2 separate regions of the Rattus norvegicus genome follow, and region 1 is linked to region 2. A link is a contact called in public Hi-C data. All regions are on one chromosome and are shown on one strand. The core of a region is the stretch at or near the end of the contact, and the rest is flanking DNA. Distances in the headings are between cores, read along the strand shown.

Region 1 (6,123 bases), core at 2,646-5,145, 170 kb after region 2:
CTCTGCTGCCTAGCATCTCTGTCACCGTGGTGTGCTATTTAAAGTCCTGACCTGTAGTTCTTCTTGCAGAGGACGTGCGATCGCAGCATCCAGAGCATCATTGTGACGTAACAGCATAAATGAGTCTGTGCTTCCAAGCCACTTGGCTGGCTCAGCAGCTGGGACACACGAGTGCTCGAGAAATGCTGGAGATTGCTTTGAAGCAACAAGGCAACGTACTAATAGCTGAAAAACACACCATAGGAAAGTCAGGGTTCGTAAGGCTAACGAGATACTCAGATGACGTCAGAGTCTAACTGTGACTCTCCTTCCCCATCCCATCCTCTCTACTTCTTGTCTCTTGCCAACTTCTTTCCCTTGTGTACATGTCCCCCAAGACCTCACAGGGCTTGAGTAGGGCTGCCATTTACATTTCAAGGTGCCTAGTTAGGTTTGCGTGTTGGATAAACAGGTGGATAATTTTTTTAGTCCAAGCCTATACACCAGATTATTTGAATTTGGTACTGAATAAGAGATAATGTCCCTACTTTCAGGGACCTCTCTTCTAACAGAAAACCCACGTAACAAACAAATGACAAATCTGATAGCAAATAAAACCAGTCTGTTCTGTAGGATGCATTGGTACCTTGGTGGGGGAGGGTGGGGTGTCTGGACTGAGTGATTAGTCTAGCTGCCAGACACCTATTACTTTCCCTATCCCTGAAGAAATTGCCCCAGGTCGCAGTGCCCCCCACTCGCACTGCTCCTCCAGCCAACTCTGTGTCCTTTCATGTGTGTGAGGGAAAGGGATAGTCAGTGCAAGGGTCCTGGGTCAGAACTGGACTTAGAGTGACGAAGGCCACATACGGGTGAGCAAGAAGAGAATGGTACAGTGGGGTGGTGCTGTGGGCGGGGCCCGCCATGCACATGGAGTAGGAGGACCCTCCCATGGACAGCCTTTTGGTTCAGAGAAAAGCATTTGGATTTTGTTCTTTTAAACAGAGGAGAAGCAGTCTCTAATTCACTTTAAAAAAAAAAAAAGAAATAAAAAAAAGTAGTGACTCCAAAGATTGGGTTGTAGGTGACGGATGAGGGCATCTGGAGGCCACTACAACAGACGCCCGGGCAGGAGATGTTGGGGAAAGGAGTGGAGAGGGAGCCGGTGGAAGGGATACGGAATGCCTCTGAGGTTTTGAAGCCGTAAGGACCCACTGAAGGATTGAGTACAGAGATCTGAGACGGGGAAGAATCAGGAGGGTGTCAACATCAACATGGCCAATTTCCTGAGGAGAAGACCATGCAGCCTAGGCGTCCTGGCATGGGAGAGGCATTTCTAAATGTGGTAACTTTCAGAGGACTAAAGAAGTATAGCACCCTCTGGGCAGAGAAAGTGAAAGGATTATAATTCAGTACTCAACTTTAGTAAAGACGCACTAGAGGCATATTTCAGTACGTTAAGGAACATATCTTTATGATATGAACTATCCAGATAAATCCAGATACAGTGATTTTTCACTGTGGTTTTCATGAAGATGGGGTCGGGGGTGGGCACATGGCCCTGAAGGGATGTGTCACACCTTGGGATCTCTAGCCTAGGAGACGGGGCAAGGAGTATGTGAGGGGCAAGATTTTAAAAAGTGAAACACAAACATTAAGAAATTTGAAAAAAAAATGAACCAGAGCCAAAAAAAGTAGGAGGAAAGACTCCCTCTTTCTATAGCATCATCTTCCACAGTGTCTTCCTTAACAGCAAAATTGTCTTCAACTGCACAGTCAGCAGCCTGAGGGAGCCCCTCAAATGTAGAAACAATCCAAGATGGCTGACGAGAATCACAGAGCATTTGAGGACAGGGCACACTTACTTCCCAGGGGAACGACCTTTGGCCTCTGGAGACTTCTACCTGCTTTCAGTTTTGAAAGCGCTCATGCAGTGCTGGGGCATTTCCGAGTAAGGGGTCTGGAACAGGGCATCAGGAGGAAGGCTGAAGGTGCCCAGGTTAGTTAGAAGTACAGTGCAGGGCCCTGAGCCTAGGAAGCTTCGAGGGGAAGCTGAAGAGGCCTGGACGCCCAGGATCAAATCTGTATTAAACCCTGTGCATAGAAGACACGCTGTCCAGTGTCACTAGGCTGTGTTGTTTCAACACCTCAGCAACCCCATGACTTACCCACGAAGAGGAAAGTGAGGTTTTTAAAAAGAGATTAAGTAACTCGTTTCAAAGAGGTTACTCAGCCCACAACTGTGGGTCAAGATTTGAACACAAGTATCTTGCATAGAAAAAAAAATCTGGTTTCTATAGCCTTTCCCCTAGTCAGCTCACTTGACTCTGAAAACCAGCCTGTCCCCAAATGCAAGGGTTTGAGGGCAGCTCCAGGCTGGTCTCCAGGGCCCAGTACAAAGTCCCTTGCACCAATAGCAGGACTCAGCCTTGTATCCCATTCTCAATACTCAATCCCAACATTATGGCAGTGTCCCTAAGTTGCCCCAGTCCCACATAGCCTTGTATTTGAACTGTGGCCCAAAGCCTGGAGTCTTGCTGCCCATGCTATAACCTGATTTTGACCTCTGTCCTGTTTGGACACCGCAGGATGCTTGTCCCCGAGTGTCCCATTGCAGCTATGCCTGTTGGACACCTGCTGCTCCCCGTCCCCAGGGAGGGTGCCCGAGGGTCACAGTGTCCTCCCAGTCTCCCTGCTTTCTCCTGACCCAACCCTTCTAGCTCTGGCAAGTAGATCTGTACCTCTGGGCTTGGCCCTGCCTCACGGGAGAGTCCCAGGGCTCCATCCCAATGCTTGTTTCTTGGGGATCCTACGGAGAATGAACTCCACTGTGGCTGGCTGCCATGGTTGCTGCCGAGGGTTGTTTAATTGTTTGTTGTTTTGTCTTGTTCTGTTTTGTTAAGATCGCTGCTCTTCAGAGCTTTCTATGTGATAGTACCTGGATTTATCACATAAACTGGATTCCTTCATGTCACCTCCCCGCAGCTCTGTAAGCAGAGAGGAAATGCTTCAAGTATGGTTACTGACATGCTGGTCTGTTCTGACACTCCACGGATGGGCTCAGGAGCCAGAGACCCCAGATCCGAGACAGGCTACCTCTTCTCCAACCAGAAACCTGCCTCAATTCCTTTCTCTCAGACCTGGGGCTCACTGCCTCTCCTGAGACACTATTGCTCCAGAATCACGTCTCTCCTGTTCCCTTCCTTCAGAGCTCGGCTTCACCCACAGTTCTGGCTTGTCACCATGGCCCTTGGGTCTTCTCATTAGTGTCTGCTCTGGGCCCTGCTGTAATAGCCTCAGCTGGCCAAGATGAGACCAGGTCAGCAGATTCCTTCAGCCATTACTCAGCTCTCTGTGGCTGAAGACACTTCAGTAACTCCAGGTAAAGAGGGGTGATGCTCCCTTGGCACTGGAGCTGGCAAAGGTCCCCAGCGTCCCTCCTAAGATGGACTAACTGAGAGACCCAAGTAGCTGAAGCCCCAGCCTTGCCTTCGACCTGAGTTCCTGTGGTATATCAGTCTAAGCGGAAACCAGAAACCACTCTATTGTGCCTTTCGGTCAGGAGGAACTTAACATAGGCAGTGGATCTTACAGGGGAAAGACATACTGCAGAGATCAGCAAGCACATGACATTTGAATACTTGGACTGAAGACGAGGAGTCCCCTGGTACTGGAGGATCTAGAGCCACCCAACACTAGAAGCATCCCCCGGTCTGTTGAGCACTAGGGACCAGAGGTGGGACTGCAGAAAAGACCACCCTATAGCAGATAAGTAGAGAAACGGGGGAGGGGGATACCTTGGCTCCTCCCCCTGGCCAGGGCTTCCCATGAATCCAATCAACCAGCTGCACAGAGGACAAAGGAACCTTGGAAATGTTTCCTACAGTACACATCTGCCAGGGCAGCAAACAAGGAAGACAGCAGCAGGCTGCCCAGCAAGCTTGACTGCAGATTCTGCGCTCTCTGCCTGAGCCGCCTGGGAGTAGGGGGTAGCCCCAGCCTGCAGCCACTGTGGAGAGTTCAGGCCCTACTCAGGTTCCATGGAGATTCGTATCCCTGAGGACCCAGGACAGGCACAGAGATAAGGGCTTCTACACAGGGGTGTGGCCAGATATCCTTACCATGTCACGTACAGGGAGGCAGACAGACCCTGAAACCCTTCCAAATTCCCTGCCTCTCTCCCTAAGCTCCCATAACAATAACAATTATGTCATGGAGCATAGAGGAGCTGGGCCAGGGGATTTACCAGTATTCTCCCTCAGAGAATCTTGGTGAGTACTTCTCCACAGTCCTCACTGGTAAGACAGAAGCAAGGAGTTAACGGAAACTCAGCATCAGTGATAATCCTTAGAGGAATGACCCTAAGGGAAACCACACTTCCCCAAAGATCCAAGGGAGAGAAATCAATGTCCGATGAAGTCGAGACACGAAACTACTTCTTCGGAGAAGATTCTCCAGCAGGAGGAGCAAAGGTGGGCCTGTTGTCGACCACATGAAGATTTCCATAGGAAAAAGGGACAGAGCTGGGCATGGTGGCACATGCCTGGAATCCCAGTACTGCAGGGGCTGAGGAGGGAGAAGTGTGGGCCAGCCTGGATTACAACCAAACCAAAACGAGAGACCCTAATAAAAGTCAAGCAAAACCTCTGGCTTCTGGCTTCTCGTGAAGAGTCAACCAGTCTGATACCACCCGTGTCAGTCACTCTGATGTGGCAGCAGTTGGCTGGGAGCCAGGAAGCTGCAGCCCTTAAGATGTGGTATACAGACTCCAATCCAAATGCAGCCCACAGTGTGGTGGTTCTCAGCCTTTCAACTCTGTGACCCTTCCATACAGTTCCTCATGTGGTCGTGACCCCTGCCCCCAACCATTAAAGTATTTTTCATTGCTACTTCATAACTGTTATGAATTGTGATCTAAGTATCTGTCTTTTCCCATGGTCTTAGACAACCCCTGTGAATCAGTGACCCACAGGTTGAGAACCATAACCTTACTTAATGTCCCCCTTCCTCCCAGGCTTTCTCTCTGCCTCTCTGGCCCAGCCAGAGTCATAGGCATTTCAGTTTGCTTCCTCAAATATTTCATGGCTGAGTGGAAGTGTCCTGCTGCCCCCTGGTGGTCACAATTCACACATAATTTCCATCTTATTCCATGTGAGTGAGTGTCTTGTCTGGGTATGTCTGTGTACCACTCGCCTGGTGCCCTCGGCAGTTAACAGGGGGTGTCATATTTCCTGGAACTAGAGTTACAGACAGTTGTAAGCCGGCATGTGGGTGCTGGCAATCAAACTCAGGTTCTATGCAAAAACAAGTGTCCTTAACTTCTGAGCCACCTTTCCAGATCCTCATTTGATTCTTAACCAAAAGGAAGGAAGGAGGGGGAAAGGGAGAGAGGGAGGCAGGGAGGAAGGCAGGGAGGGAGGAGGGAAGGAGGGAGGGAGGGAGGGAGGGAGGGAGAAAAGAAGAAAACAGATGTGTGGGCTGGGGATAAAGCTGACTGGTAAAGTGCTTGCTTAGCACACAAAAAGCCCTTAGTTCAATCTCCAGTACTGTTTAAAAAAATAAAAGCACAGGTCTGGACATGGTGGCACAAGCCTTTAATCCCAGTACGCCTTGAGTTCAAGGCCAGCCTGGTCTACATAGCAAACTCCAGGACTAATAGAGACTATCTAGTTTCAAAAAAAAAGAAAAAAAAGCCAGTCATGGTGGTGCATACCTTTAACCCCAGCACTCAGGAGGCAGAGGCAGGGGCAGGCAGATTTGACCAGCCTGGTTTACACAGTGAGGCCCAAGCCAGCCAGAACAATATAGTAAGGTCTTGTCTTAAAAATTAAAGAAAAATTAAGGAAAACAAAATACCAACCAACAAAGAGACTGATTTGTCTCAGCCAACTATTTCTGAGCAGGGCCTGCCCTGAAGTATGACTGATTGTGTCCAGTATCTATCGGAGAAATCTGGGTTTTCCCTCTATCTTCAGCAGTTTCCACTCACTTCTTGGCTAGGGATGGACTCTGTGCCCACTTCCCCTCCTCCGTGCTGGGATTCTGTCTGGCTTGAGCATGTCTAGGTCTTGTGCACACTGTCAAAGTCTCTGAGTTTGTGCGTACGCACTGTTCTGGACTGGGTTTCCTGAGGCCAAGCTTCCTCTC
Region 2 (5,546 bases), core at 460-2,959:
AGTCTAGTTTTCCTGCCTGCAATCAGCAAATCTCCTAGCTTCCTCCACGGCCCAGAGCAAATTCTCAGAATTCCTGAGTGGAAGGGAGGAGGGGGGATGGCAGGTAGCTGCGGGGACAGTTGGGGTTTTGGACCTATGCTGTACACACCTTTGGACTTTCAGGGGATTCTCAGAACTTGAAACTGGACAGACAGAGAGCACAGGGCCCCTCTTACCCAAATCTTTCATATAGTTCTTGACTTTATCAAGTATCTCAGAACCATGCAAGCTTTGGGGTAACATTGAGGCTGAACTCGGCATCTAATCAAATGAACACATCAGCGAGTGAATTAATGAATGAACTTCCAGAGTGGAATGCAAGTACAAAAGGGAGATGTACTGAGAAGGGAATCAGCCAAGCAAAGGTGGGCAGCAGGCGGGCCTAGGCCCTGCCGCTGACTCCTCCTCTGAGATCAAGACAGTCCCCTTGGCTTTGCTTTTACAGACAGATACTGATGGTAAGGAGAGTCCTACCTTCCGGGCCTCTTAGCAAAATAAGGAGAGAGGCTGAGTGCTTCCCATATGCCAGCACCTGGTGAGTACCCCAGGTCGCTGCAGACTGAATATGACCCCACACATTCATGTGTTGAAATCCTACTCTCCAAGTGAAAAGGTGGGGTATTTGGGGGCTGACTGGGTCACAGAATAGAGCTCTTGTGAGCAAGGTTAGTGTTCTTAGAACAGGAAGCCGCAGCAGCTATTACTAACCCATTACAAATGGCCTAGTCTAGACCATGACCCTGAGCCTCCCTGCCTTTCTGGGAAAGGAGGGAAGGAAATACATACAAGGTCCCCACAAAAGCCATTTCCTTCTTCTCTGACATTCCTTGTTTGGTCTGCATCTCACTGATTCCCTCCCTGTGGGAAAAGTCTACTGATTATCTTTGGGAACTTAACCCTCCCCTAAAACCAGGTAAGTAAGTCCGGCCCAGGGTGCAAGATTGGATTCAGGTTTTGTGATGCGTCTGATTAAGAGGGCTCAGCTATTCTAGACACCCTGGCAGCCATCTTCTCGAGTGCCTCGAACAGCAGCCTAGACAGCAGCAAGCTAGGGCAATGCCGAGCCAACCTGGAGAATCAGATTCCAGCAAGGTAATTCACGCACTGTATCCAGGTGGGCCTGAGGGCAGTGACTCCCTGGGCTCAGCTGTACCCTTCTAAACTGCATGGAGTTTGTATCACCTATCAATGACAAAGTGATAGCCAATTCATCTCTCTTACATAAAAAAAAAAAAAATCCAATCTTCTTCTTGTCTTCCAAATTAATACAAAACTCTGAAAGAAGTCTAGAAGAATAGTAAGAAGGGTAGACAGGCTTTGTACCCCTCCCATCACCAAATACAGCGTCATCAGAAACCACACGCGCGCGCACACACACACACACACACACACACACACACACACACACACACACACACGCACGCGTGCACAAGGGCAAATGCAAGGAAAGAAGGAAGGGCCTAAGCACTGGCCTTGGGCCAGCTGAACACAACATGATGTTCAGCCCTTTATAGTCAGGTTCCAAGCTCTAACCAAGCAAGTGGTCAAAGACCCTAAGAGAAAGTCTGATAAGAATGGATTCTCCAGCTCAGAGAGCAAGGCAGGGTCAGGTACTCAGAACTAACTGGTCACGAGCTTCTCCCTGTCAGCTGTAAAGGAGCCAAGGTACAGTGTGCTTGGGACAACAGCTCTGCTTCAGGGACAGGGCATCAGAACCATCCTGGACAGCAACCTCTATATCCCAGCCCAGCCCCACTCAGAATGTTTTGCATGCCAGTATTTCTGTAGGCTATGGCAACCTAATTAGGCAAACCTAATCCTACCAGACCTATGGTACAGCGATACCCAGTCTCCAGCTGACCAGCCAACCAGGTTAGCTGGTGTGGTTCTGTCCTACCCACCCAACCTGCTTCCCCAGGGCCTGTGCTCTGCTAGGCCCTGCTTCCCCCGAACCCAATTGTTTCTAGCCTTACAAAAAATGAAATGGTTCTTAACTAGAACATGTTGGAAGAAAGGACGGGAGCTCCACGAGAACTAAGCTGCAGGTTGTGGAAGAAGCCAAGAAGCTCGAGTTACTGAGAAACCAAGCTGCTGTCAAATGTGATATGGATGAGATTGGATCAAAGACGAGACACATTGATGGGGAGATCCGAATCAAAGATGAGGAGACAGTGGACTCTGTACTGGGTGCCCAGAAAGCATCTTGATCCAACTGTGTGGCTCCCCAAGCAAGACATTGGGGTTCTCTGGCTCTGGGGTGGGGACTGTGCTGGACTGACTGGGATTATCAATTTGGTACCATAGTCCTCTACCCAGAAGCAAGGTGAAAGCACAGAACACATGACTTTGTTAAGGCGGTAGGTAGGTACAGCATTTCCATAACTTATCTGACCTCTTCCTAGGAATTCCCATCCCCCGCACAGCCCCTCTCTCTGCTGCCAGATAAGAGATGACTGATGTATACCTGTTCCACCTCCGCTGTGCTGGAAACAGCCTCGTATCAGTTGAGGAACACCATAAGGGGTGGGGTGCTGGAATGGTCCCGTGCCACACTTGCCCAAACAAACCTCTTATATTGTAGGTGATAAAGTTGAGGCAAATAGAAAGGGAACAGGAAGGGAGTCACTCTAGATCCACACTGCCAGTTCCTAGCAGGATCACACAACTAGGATCTCCCTGTATCCCCTGTTCGAGCTCTTTTCAAAATGACAGGTCACTTCCTCAAAGTTTGGTCCCTGTCCCCAAATTCTGGGTCAGATTCCTGCCTGCCAGGAAAAGGAAGGGAAAGAGAACAGAGGTCCACAGGGCAGGTGCTATCCTGCTTAGTCACCACCTTCCCCGTTCCCTGTGGCCTCCAAGCAGTCAGCCTCTTATCCCTCTGAGATCTGTGAGCTCAGGTGACCAGGCAGGATGGGATTACCTGGGAGGGAAGGGGGTTGGGAGCTCTTGCAGGGCCTGGTGCAGGCCTTTGGAGGCCAGATTCCCTGTGTCTGGCACCAGGGTCTGGGAGGGTGCTCTCCTCTCTACCCACAGCAGCATGGATTCCCGACCACGCCATTAGTACCTCTCAGCAGGCACGCTGATGTCCAGGCCCCAGAAGGCTGTGTTTGTTTTTAAACAATAAAAGGTTAGTGAATGCCGGTGACTTGGGCCACTAGGCGCTTTGCGTTTGCCTGTCCTTGCTGTTGACTGTATGCACTTGAACTCAAGGGCCTCTTGAATTCCCACGAGAGTGGCAGGGAAGACACTGGCTCAACTGCCAAGTGATGCGTGCACACACATCGGAGGCACCAGAGGCAGAGCTGGCTGAGCGTTGCTATTCACAGGCAGCCACTGCGCCTCCAGACATCTCCGGAGACCCCCACACGCAGTGGGGAGGAGCATGTGGGTCCCTACCTGGGACCCTCCGAACTGGGACACTTCACCTGCCAGTGGCTACCACCCTTTTGTGGTCTGCAACCCACAGAAGCAGACCACCCCACCTCTGGCTTTGCCAACGTCCTGCTGAGATTCTCTCAGAGAGCACTTCATTTTCCTGGAATAATTTGAGCTACGTTCAAGCCTACAGTTTAGTGGCATTAACCATATCCACATGGTTGTACAACCACTATCACCACCACAACCACCACCACCACCACCACCACCACCCCCACTTTCTGAACTTTCCCCTATTTTAAATGTATCTATTCCTTAATTAGGAGTTCCCTGACTGCATGGCCTTGTCCTGCTTTGTCCCCGCCATGCCCCCACCCCCAACCCCACCCCCTCAACGCACCGCATGATGTCTGGCGTGTAGTAGGTGTTCAATGAAGATGTATGTAACAAGCGAAACAAGAGCCCTGTAAACCGTGAAGGGCAACAAGCAAGCGCCAGAGAGGACGGACGTGTTAATATTTTTTCCCAGACGACCCCCAAACCCAGCCGGATTGCTCTTACAACCTCAGTGATCCCATAATAATTCCACCTCTGTCAACCCCGTGGGGACCGAACTGCTCTGTGCTCCTTTCCGTGCCTGGTTCGAGGCCCCTCCGTGAGGTCGAGAATGAAGCCGTGTGAACACACACGCCAGCTGATGTCAGCACTCACCATTCCGGCACATCACCTCTGCCCAGCTCTACATTTATCAGCTGCTGAAGAGCAGGGCCAAAAATAAACCACTAGGATCAAATGCCACTCAGGGCTGCTCTTCTAATGCTCAGGAGTGGCTGAAAGGCCCTGAGAGGCCTGGCGACTGGGGGGCGGGAGGGGGGGCGGGGTCTGCCACAGCAATGGACAGGAATTGGAAGTCAGAGCCATAGCTGAGAAGAGGGTGACGTAGGCATCAAAAAGCCAGGCAGTATAAGAAGTACATCAAGAAGGGGGTGGGGGAGGAGGAGGGAGAAGAGACAATAGATCCACCATGACTAACAAATGCCAGAACTCACGTGTGGTAGAGTGGGGACTACTGAGTTATCCCTCTGCCTCAGGCCTGGGGAAACCATCCTGGAGCTCCTGTCTGTATTTCTAAAATTGGTATCTTTACATTTATAGCATTTTAAAAACAATGGATGGGAGTACAGCTTACTTTGATTGCTGAATTGTTTGCACAGGAGCCAAGCGCCTTCTTGGCCTAACGCGGCCCTGACTTGGCAAGGCGCAATGAAGGACTTACTATATGTGCAGGAGACTAATGTGGAATTACATCCCAGGCCGTGGCCTGAGCAGAGACTTGGGACGTGCATTTCGATCTCTCTGCAAAGGGACCTCTAAGTCGTCACTGGCTATGGAAGTGTCCTAGTCTGTTTGCTGAAGTGTTTTGGGTGGAAAAGTGTTTGGAAAAGCTATAAAGTGTTCTCCATAGGAAATGCTATTAAATTCTTCTTAAAGTAGCAAAAGGACTAACGAGGGGAATAAACACCATTCAGTTTGGGGCTTGTTTTTTTTTTTTTTTTTCAAATAGGTTCTTAATATGTACCCAGATTGGATTCAGACTCTTGGTCTCCTGCCTCAGCGTCTCGAAGGCTGACATGATACATGTGCGATAACACGCCTAGCCAACAGGAATTCATGTTCTCTTGTTCTGTCTCTGTCTATTCCTCTCCCTCTCCTTCCCTTCCTATCTATCTATCTATCTATCTATCTATCTATCTATCTATCTATCTATCTATCATCTGTCTGTCTGTCTGTATATATGCATGCATATACATCTATTATCTATCTTGCCTGCCATCCATCCATCCATCCATCCATCCATCCATCCATCCATCCATCCATCTCCCTCTCTCTCCATTCAACCCAGGTTTCTAAAAAATGCCCTACCACTGCGCTACCTCTACACGTCTACAGTCATATATGTATATGTTTTTATTTATTATTATTGTATGTGTGCATCCTGCAGGCCCATGTGCCACAGCACATGTGTGGAGGTCAGAGAACAACTCAGTGGGCTCAAGGGATTGAACGCAGGCAGCCTGGTTTTGCATGGCATTGTCTTTCCCCATCCCCCACCCACCTTCCCCATCTCACCA

Evidence for each region. A called contact is a pair of places that touch in the nucleus more often than the background predicts.
Region 1: a Hi-C map of hepatocytes shows a contact between it and region 2, with 2.2 times the contacts expected there. The contact joins two enhancer-like sites. A contact is called at or near these places in 2 of 12 Hi-C or Micro-C datasets (hepatocytes and psoas muscle).

The regions. Positions count from the first base shown.
Region 1 is chr18:57,220,991-57,227,113 of GRCr8, forward strand. It overlaps a transcript of Arhgef37 not described here. Among named protein-coding and RNA genes, the nearest start is that of Arhgef37, 47 kb to the right of the region's middle. Within about 2 kb of position 3,896, at least 7 of the 93 cell types and tissues checked have an H3K27ac peak or open chromatin away from gene starts, as enhancers often do.
Region 2 is chr18:57,057,827-57,063,372 of GRCr8, forward strand. The region is part of intron 1 of Ppargc1b (PPARG coactivator 1 beta); the gene reads right to left. Among named protein-coding and RNA genes, the nearest start is that of Mir3557, 68 kb to the right of the region's middle. Within about 2 kb of position 1,710, at least 5 of the 93 cell types and tissues checked have an H3K27ac peak or open chromatin away from gene starts, as enhancers often do.